3 separate regions of the Mus musculus genome follow, and all the other regions are linked to region 2. A link is a contact called in public Hi-C and promoter capture Hi-C data. All regions are on one chromosome and are shown on one strand. Each heading gives the region's core, a stretch centred on a gene start, on an enhancer-like site or on the middle of the called end of the contact. The rest is flanking DNA. Distances are from core to core; before and after follow the strand shown. Region 1 holds the start of Glt8d1 (glycosyltransferase 8 domain containing 1). Region 2 holds the start of Ercc6 (excision repair cross-complementing rodent repair deficiency, complementation group 6). Region 3 holds the start of Shld2 (shieldin complex subunit 2).

The links. Promoter capture Hi-C pulls out the DNA fragments that hold promoters and counts their contacts. Hi-C and Micro-C count contacts between places; a contact is called where the count stands out from the background.
Region 1: a contact with region 2 is called in a promoter capture Hi-C map of pre-B cells, with 6 times the contacts expected there. The contact joins the promoter of Glt8d1 here to the promoter of Ercc6 in region 2.
Region 3: a Hi-C map of CD4 T cells shows a contact between it and region 2, with 4 times the contacts expected there. The contact joins the promoter of Shld2 here to the promoter of Ercc6 in region 2.

The regions. Positions count from the first base shown.
Region 1 is chr14:31,000,153-31,002,852 of GRCm38.p6, reverse strand. Glt8d1 (glycosyltransferase 8 domain containing 1) reads right to left here and starts at 1,420. Exons shown (of 10, transcript NM_029626.2): 1 at 856-1,420. Spcs1 (signal peptidase complex subunit 1 homolog (S. cerevisiae)) reads left to right here and starts at 1,187. Exons shown (of 4, transcript NM_026911.3): 1 at 1,187-1,648; 2 at 1,950-2,009; 3 at 2,089-2,175; 4 at 2,631-2,700. The coding sequence starts at 1,436.
Region 2 is chr14:32,512,149-32,514,915 of GRCm38.p6, reverse strand. Ercc6 (excision repair cross-complementing rodent repair deficiency, complementation group 6) reads right to left here and starts at 1,395. Exons shown (of 21, transcript NM_001081221.2): 1 at 1,317-1,395.
Region 3 is chr14:34,309,260-34,311,959 of GRCm38.p6, reverse strand. It overlaps Shld2 (shieldin complex subunit 2), which reads left to right and starts at 1,443. Exons shown (of 10, transcript NM_001360074.1): 1 at 1,443-1,793. Glud1 (glutamate dehydrogenase 1) reads right to left here and starts at 1,233. Exons shown (of 13, transcript NM_008133.4): 1 at 618-1,233. The coding sequence starts at 1,062.

The DNA of each region.
Region 1 (2,700 bases), core at 171-2,670, 1.5 Mb after region 2:
CTGGCTATGCCCCACTTGTCTTTCACGATCAGGAAACGTCCCCAAAGCCCAGGTTACACTTTCCAGAGCTCTATCACATAGGTGCTTTCCCCCCGCAGCTAATTCAATAGTCACATTACTGGAGTGATGTGGACATCTTCCTTGACACACTCCAAGTTTCCAAGTTCTAAGTCACAACTGTGCTAATCAAAATTAACTAACTAACTAATGGGTTGGTAGCTCCATGGATGTGTAGATGCTGGCATCGGCTACTCACCTCCCAGTCTAGAGTGTCTAGCATCTCGCCATCTGTGCCTGACTGCATGCACAGCAGAGTCCACAGAGGCAGCGGGCCCCAGAGGATGGGATCCCCAGAATGGTCTGTCTGAATTCGGCACCCCATCTAGCTCAGTCATGAGGGAAGGGCTCACGCTTTGAAATACACAACCCTTGAAAGACAGGGTTAAGGGAACCCCTTGGCTGGTCTTTTTTTTTTTTTTTTTTTGGTTTTTCGAGACGGGTTTTCTCTGTATAGCCCTGGCTGTCCTGGAGCTCACTTTGTAGACCAGGCTGGCCTCGAACTCAGAAATCCACCTGCCTCTGCCTCCCGAGTGCTGGGATTAAAGGCGTGCGCCACCACGCCCGGCCCTTGGCTGGTCTTTACCAAGAGGGACTGGCCTGGGAATGAGCCATGGAAACCGGCAACCAAAAAGTTAGGCCGAATTTGGGACCCTCTACATAGGGGCACGGAAGCTCAATCCACGAGATGTGGGGCGACTTGGGCCTCGCAGCTCTTCTCCGAGGCAGTCTCCTTTCCCTGGAGAATGTGGCTTCGTTATCTTCCCTAACTCTAGAGATCATTAGTAGCCTCCTTACGCTTAGGAGTGATGGGGACGTGGTGAGGCGCTCCGGGGATCCCGCCACGCACTGACAGGTCAGGTTAGAGCCGCGTCAGACGAATCGTCGCCTTCCGAGGCTGGGCGCAGTCGCCCTTACCTGCGCTGGGAGGAGTGGCCGCCGCCCACGCCCCAGCCCGCCCCGCCAGCTCAGCGCTCGCTCCGCAGGCCCCAGGCCCCGGCCCACCGCCGGGCCGTCCGCGTCCGCTGCTCTCTGGCCGTGGCCCACTGGCCGGCGAGCTCTGCAGCAGCCACGTAGGGCCACAACCCCTAGTTTGACTGTGCCTCCCTCTGCCAGAAAGCCAGGCGCAGCAGGCGCCACGGGGCAGCCCCGTCGCCCGGGTCCTCCCCGAGTAAAGGCCGTCGCTATGGAGACGTGGAGCGCGCCGGCGGCCGTTAAACTGGGGAGGCGCAGCCCGCAAGTGATTCCTGCCGCAATTACAGCTCCGGGCGGCCAGGAGCGCTGACCGGTGCACGATGCTCCGGCCAGGTCGCTGCCCCAGCCCTCGTGAGCAGTGTACAGGGTTCTAGGAAAGCTAAGAGACGTACCTCCCTTGTCGATGGCGCGGGGCGGGGCCAGGGGTTGTCCGTGCCCCTCGGAGACATCCGCTTCCGGGGCCACGGCCGAAGTGAAACGCTCGGCTGGTCGGCCTTGCTCTCGATATCGACCCCCGCAAACTTTACTCCTTAATAATCGGCTACGTCCGTTTCGTTGTCGGTATCGGTCTTCAGCAACCATGCTGGAACACCTGAGTTCGCTGCCCACCCAGATGGTGAGGGCGCGCGTCCCCGATCCCCCGCACTTCTCTTTGGAGCCTAGCGACTTCTAAGCCCCTCACCCTCACCGGAGCCACTCCTAAGATTGGCTTCACTTTCCCTTCTCTTCCCCAGAATAGATCCCCTTTCCCGTGGTCTGTTAAGATGCCCAAGTTTCCCTGGGAAATTACATGTTTGCTTCCTTACTCTCGGGCCCTCCTGGTGTTGAATGCTGCCTTATGCCAACGCTGAGTTCCCTACGAGAATTGCAGTCCTTTGGCAGTAGGACCAACTCGTCCTCTTCTTTTTCGTCCCTAGGATTACAAGGGGCAGAAACTAGCTGAACAGATGTTTCAGGGGATCATTCTTTTTTCTGCAGTAAGTATTGCATTACTTTTAATTCTTAACCCCGCCTCTCTTGGTTTGAGTGCATTTTATATACTTTGTTTCTTTTCAGATAGTTGGGTTTATCTACGGGTACGTGGCTGAACAGTTTGGGTGGACTGTCTACATAGTTATGGCCGGATTTGCTTTCTCCTGTTTGGTAAGCTATTTGTGGTATTTGCGTATTAGCAGTAGCGTAAGTTTTCTGACTCAGGAGACTTGGTTGGACCTACCAGTGAGAACCAGAATCACCTCTTTGTTCGTCTTTCCCATTAATGTTTCTGTTCTCTATTATTTGAAAAGTAGAATGTTAAGTTGTGTCCGATGGCCTGCGCTACATAAAGGTGTAGAGCTTTCTAATTGTCTTTTGCATCTCCTCTAGGCAGTAAAATGAATATGCCAGGGGCTTCGCTTTGCTCACGCAGCCTTCATATTTCTTTTAGTTCTTAAAACTTGTATGTGTAAACACTTAAGGCTTGTTCTCACTCCCTGACATATTTTGTCTCATTAGTTTGTTAATCTTTAGCATGGTGGTTATTTGGGGATCAGACATACTAAATGATCATTTAGACCTTGAATGGAAATAAATGCTACCTTTTCTCTGTTCTGATCTAGCTGACACTTCCTCCATGGCCTATCTACCGCCGCCATCCCCTAAAGTGGTTACCTGTTCAAGACTTAGGCA
Region 2 (2,767 bases), core at 146-2,645:
AGGAGGGCAAAAAGCTGTTTAGCTTCTAGCTATAGCCAGAAGAGAGCTTGCATGTGTGGGCGAGAGAATGCACATGGGGGTTGGGGGGAGTATAATGTAAAGAAGGATTTGATCAAAGCACTAAAGTTTCAGAGGTGAACTAAATCACACACTGACAAAATTACTGACTCAATCAAATGAGGCATGAGGCAGTTCCCCCTAGTCCCCTGGGAGGCCAGGCATTTAAAGAAAAAATGGCTTTAGTATAGATATATACAAGGGCAACTGTGGTGATGGCCATAAAAAGAAGTTACATAACTCGGCAATTAAGAGAGACCTAAGTAAAACTGTGAAGGTAAGGTGTGAGGTGGCCTCTCTGACAAAGTGTCACTCTAAAAGATTAATGAGATTTGATCAAGGTCAAAAGCAGAGTTAGCATCTCGAAATGAGATAATGAATAAAGGCTGGAACTCAGTGAGAACTTTGTAACCAAAATTCAAGAGCTGATTATAGTATTGCTCGCTGTGTAAATCTTTCAGTCGTTCCAGAAACATCTAAAAGTTACAAAGCTAGGAAACCAGACTTGTGACTTGGGTTTTCTACGGCCACAACCAAGCTGGATTAGGGTCTGGAGAGTTATCTGTACATAAGTACGGTGTTGAAGCGAGAAGGGACAAGTTACACGGGTCCGGGGGCGGGGGGTGGGGGGGTATGCTCTTAAATTATATTTCACTGAAATGGCTCTCAAAAAGTTTAAGGATGCGTGACAACAGCAGGACCCAATTAATGCTCGTAAAAGACCAGTTTTGGATAACAGAGAAATAGCAGTGCAGTGCTAATAGGATGAAGTCAGGAGGAAAAAGACGAGAGGGCTCGGAAGAGAAGGACAGCGGTGAAGATGACACCGCGAAGGGTACCGGGTTACAGCACTTACAGCTCTGTCCCTCCCACTCAACTTTGCATCTTACGGAAGGCGCCGGGTATGCACCACCCTGACTCTCCCTCTCAAGGACACCATCATCGTCATCCAGACCCACCAGAGCCCTGTAGGCCCTGCACGCCGGGCCCCATTCACAAACCCAGAAGCAAATGCAAGGGGCTGGTCCGCGCCCCCACTGCCCCGTGCCCTCCGCTCAGGTGAGAGCCGGCGCCACACGTCACTTCCGGTTTCAGGTGCGCCTGCCGGAAGATATCCGGCCCACGGGCGAAGCCGCGGCTCGCTCGGACGGGCTCCGCCGCAGAAGGCTAGACGCCCACGGCGCGGGGCCACAGCCTCATGGAGAGCCCGAGGCGCAAGTACTCTCACCCGGCCTTCTGTCCGGCTGCCGAACACTCACCCAGAACCACGCGGCTGCCCAAACGAATTCTTCGTCGCTACCGCCGCGACGGAGCGTTGAGACAAACCTTAGCGCATGCGCCCTAGGCCTGTGCTAAGCACCGCCTCTGGGGGCGGGCAGGACCAACGGCGCCTGCGCCTTGCTGAGCCGTTTGTAAGCAAGGGTTTGCCACGTGCGTTGACCAAAGGGAGCCGCGCGTGGCCTTTGTCCTGGGCTAGGTTGGACTGTGTGGTCAGTCTGTAGCCATTTGAGCGGCTTGTATCATTCTTGACAAATGTTATCTAGTTTTATGAATTAAAAGATATTAATAAGTTATTTCTCCGTCACCACCGGTGAAATAAGCCAATTTAAACCAGATTATACTAAAGGCAGGTTTATTGGAAGGCGGTTGTCTGTCGAGTTCACTGGCCCCAAGGGTTGAAGTCGCCATTGTGGGGGTGGGGGTCGTGTATGCGTAGAGAGAGAAGGAGAGAGCAAAATGCCTGGATTTTTTTGGGAGGAACCTCTGAGGGAAGGGCAGCCCAGGCCCTGGGCTGGGAAGTTCAGGGTTATGGGGCAGGGTATGCCAGGTAGGGACTGAGACATGGTATGCCAGGTACGGACTGAAGGATGCTGGGAAAACCTGGAGGCTTTGATATGTAAAATACGCATCTCAGTCCCTTGTCCCTGGGTCTGAAACCAAACTTTCTTTCTTTTCTTTTTTTTTTTTTTTTAAATTTGGTTTTTCGAGACAGGGTTTCTCTGTATAGCCCTGGCTGTCCTGGAACTCACTTTGTAGACCAGGCTAGCCTCGAACTCAGAAATCATTTTTAGAGAAAGAAAAGGGAGTCTGCCAATGAGTGACTAGCTAAAGGTGCTCAAATCCTTTGCTTTGACATCCTCACCTCACCGCCTTAGTCATCTGGCACATCTTAAAACCGAAGAGGAAAACGTACCTTTATGACCGCTCACCAACACCACCCCAAGACCTGGGCAGAGCACCTGAGTGCATGTACAACATGCAGGTCTACAACAGATGGCTTAACTACATTAAGTCACTTAATACTTGTTAACTAATATTAACTATCTAAGCCAAGTAGTAACATTCTTTACCCAACCAAGAATCCTGGAGGTGGTCTCGCTTAGGTGAGAATTTACAAAGAAAAAGCCCAGTTTCCCAAGAGGTAGCTGAATTAAACTGGGAACTAATTAGCCCAGAAATGCCAAGAATAGAGAAGGTGGAATTGTCAGGGTCCTTGGCACGAAGTCCAGTGTAAAGGCACAAAACTTTGGGGGGCAGTAGTGAGAGGCTCCTCACTGCCATCCCCAGCAACCCGCCAGTTTATGAAGCAGAGTCAAAAGATTTCATTAAAGACATTTTAATCAGGGCTTAAGCTCAAAGGTTAAGGAAAGGAGGGGCTCTGCGAAGCAAGTGAAACACACATATATTCGTGCTTCTCAGAGAGCCACGA
Region 3 (2,700 bases), core at 194-2,693, 1.8 Mb before region 2:
GGCTCAATTCTGGTACTAGCCAGGACAAGAACACACCCCCAGGGCTATTTCATTCTATTGGCTGGCAGGCAGTTCTGTAGTCTACACCCTTTAGATTTAATGTCAGGTCGCCCTGTTTGTCAGAGACCTTACTCTGCTCGATATTTTACATTTTCCAAGGGGAGAAAAGAGGCACAACACAAAAAGCCATCAGTGTAAAATTATAATAATTTAGAAGATTAGTAAGCTGCGCTGGTTAATCAAACTTTCAAGATTCCAACTCCAAAAAGAAGATAATTTTTCTCTGTTCTTGTATCGTCGGCTGCTGGCGTTAAGGGTTCACGGTCTATGACATGACAGGCACCGAGGCTAAAGAAAAGCTGTACAGTGTCCTCAGTGAAGTCAGCATCAACACAAGCAGAGGCTTGGGGTGAAGACTTGCCCAGTAAAAAGGCTGGCATATTACGTGGTAGTTTTAGGGCGGAAAAAAAAAATCAGTATCCTCTAAGGCTGCCACACCCGAGGCGGGGGAGCCCGAAGCGGGGCACGGCCTGCAGAACTGGGCTGGGCCGAGTAGCGGCCCGGGCTACGGGAGTCTGGAGGGGAGGGAGGACAGAAAGGGGCCGGAGGGCGCTCACCTCCCTTGCAGGGCGTGCGGTGCTGGCTGTGCTGGGCCCGGTAGCCTTCGATGACCTCCCAGGAGCCGTCGTCGCGCCGGATGGGGAAGGAGAGGCTCAACACATGGTTGCAGGGCTTGATGATCCTCAGGATGCCGCGCACCCGGTTCCGCTTCTGCTCCTCGCTCTCCCGGGTCTTCAGGTCTTCCACCAGCTTGTCCTCTACGATGCTGGCGCCGCGGTCGAAGAAGCCCTCCACCATCTTGAAGAAGTTGGGGTCGTCTTCGCGGTCGGCGGCCGCTTCGCTGTAGTGGCGCCGGGCGACCGGCGTGAGCCCGGGTTGCGGGGCGGCGGAGGGCTGTCCGCGGGCCCAGCCCAGCAGCGCGGCTGAGTCTGCAGCCGCAGAGCCCAGGGCAGCGGGCCCGGCGCGGGACAGCAGCAGCGCTTCGCCCAGACGGCGGTACATGGCGGCGGCGGCGGGCTGAGGCGAGTGCGGCGGGAGCTGTAAAGACCGGAGCTCGCAGGCCTGGACCGCGGGGAGGAAGGGCTGGGCGCGAGCTGCCCTTTTAAGCCGCGGCTTCCTGCTTGTCTGGCTGTCCCCTCCCCTGCGCCGCTTGTCGCCCCACCGGGAGGACGGACTTCGGCGGCCGCGCGCCGCCCAGGGCGCTGGGCCTCGCCTCCGCCGCGGCCTTGCCCGGCCTCCAGGCGGCGGCGCGTGCGGCTGCGGCGGCGGGGGGCGCGCCTTTGCAGATGGGCTTGGTGCGCATGCTCGCGGGCGGGGGCGGGGCTAGCGTGGACGCGCGCGGGCTGCGGCCCGGAGGCCTGGGCTCCTGAGAGCGGTCGGACGCGGCCGCGGCCCGGAAGGTCGGTCCCGTGTGCACGCGCGGCGGCCTGGGAGGTGGAAGCGGACTGCAGGGAGGCCTCGCTGGCTGGCCAGCAGCCCCGGCCGCATGAGTCACCAGGCCCCTCCTTTCCGCCTTGGGCCGGAACGGTGTGCGGATCCGCTGCGCGGCCGGCCGGAGAGTGACGCCGCGCCGAAGCCGAAGAGGCGCGGGGCAAATCCCGACTCATCCCGAATCCGACTGTTGAGGAACCGGGAAAGCAAGAAGCCTCAGGACAGGAGGGAGGCCCTGACCCCACAGGCCTTTACTTTGCACAAGGTTTTAATTTGTTGTAGGCAACTTCAGCGATTTTGAGGTAAAACAGTTATGCAAAGCATTGTTGACTCTTTCGCGTGCCACTTTATTTTACCTTTTTTTTTTTTTGAAAAGTCAGGGCCCCTGTAGCCCAGGCTTGCCCAGAACTCATGGGAACTTGCCTGCTTCTGCTCCCCCAGCCCACTCCCCTGAGTGCTAGGATTACAGGCTTGAGTCAGCACACCCGCACATAGTTGTAACTCCACCATTGACTGAGTGTGTGCCCCTCTTTTGGAATCACGTCCTAAAGTAAACTAGAAATATAATGTCTCAGTATATATATTTAATTTCTGCGACTCACTTTATGGATCAGGCTGGCCTTGTCTGAGTGCCTGAGTGCTTAGATTAAAGGAATGTGACATCCTGTGTGTGTGTGTGTGTGTATATACACACACACATATATATACACACATATATATACATATATATATACATACACATATTATTTAAATGGTCTAGGATCTGATTACTAAGTTATAATTTTCACAATGGTAGCCAGGCTTGAGTGCTACACTCTGGGAACCCCAGAACCTGAGAGGTGGGGGCAGGAGGATAGAGTTTGATTCCAGCCTGGGCAACATGAGATACTCATTTTTCTCAAACAAAGCTACAAGAAAATCCAGTTGAACACACACACACACACACACTAACATCCTTTAAGTCAAGCTACCTATCACGTGCCACATTACTAGTAAAATCACCCCAGAGTGCCTTGGCGATTTTGTAAACCCTTGGACTTTGTGACACTATTCATCTCTTACATGACTTTATTCATCTACTAAGCATGAAAGAGAAATTCTTAGTTCTTAAAATGTTTTGTACACGTGAAGTGACAACCTAGACCAGTTAAGTTGCATTCATTTATCTCAGCGAACTCTAAAGCAATATTGAGCTTTCCTTCCCAGTGA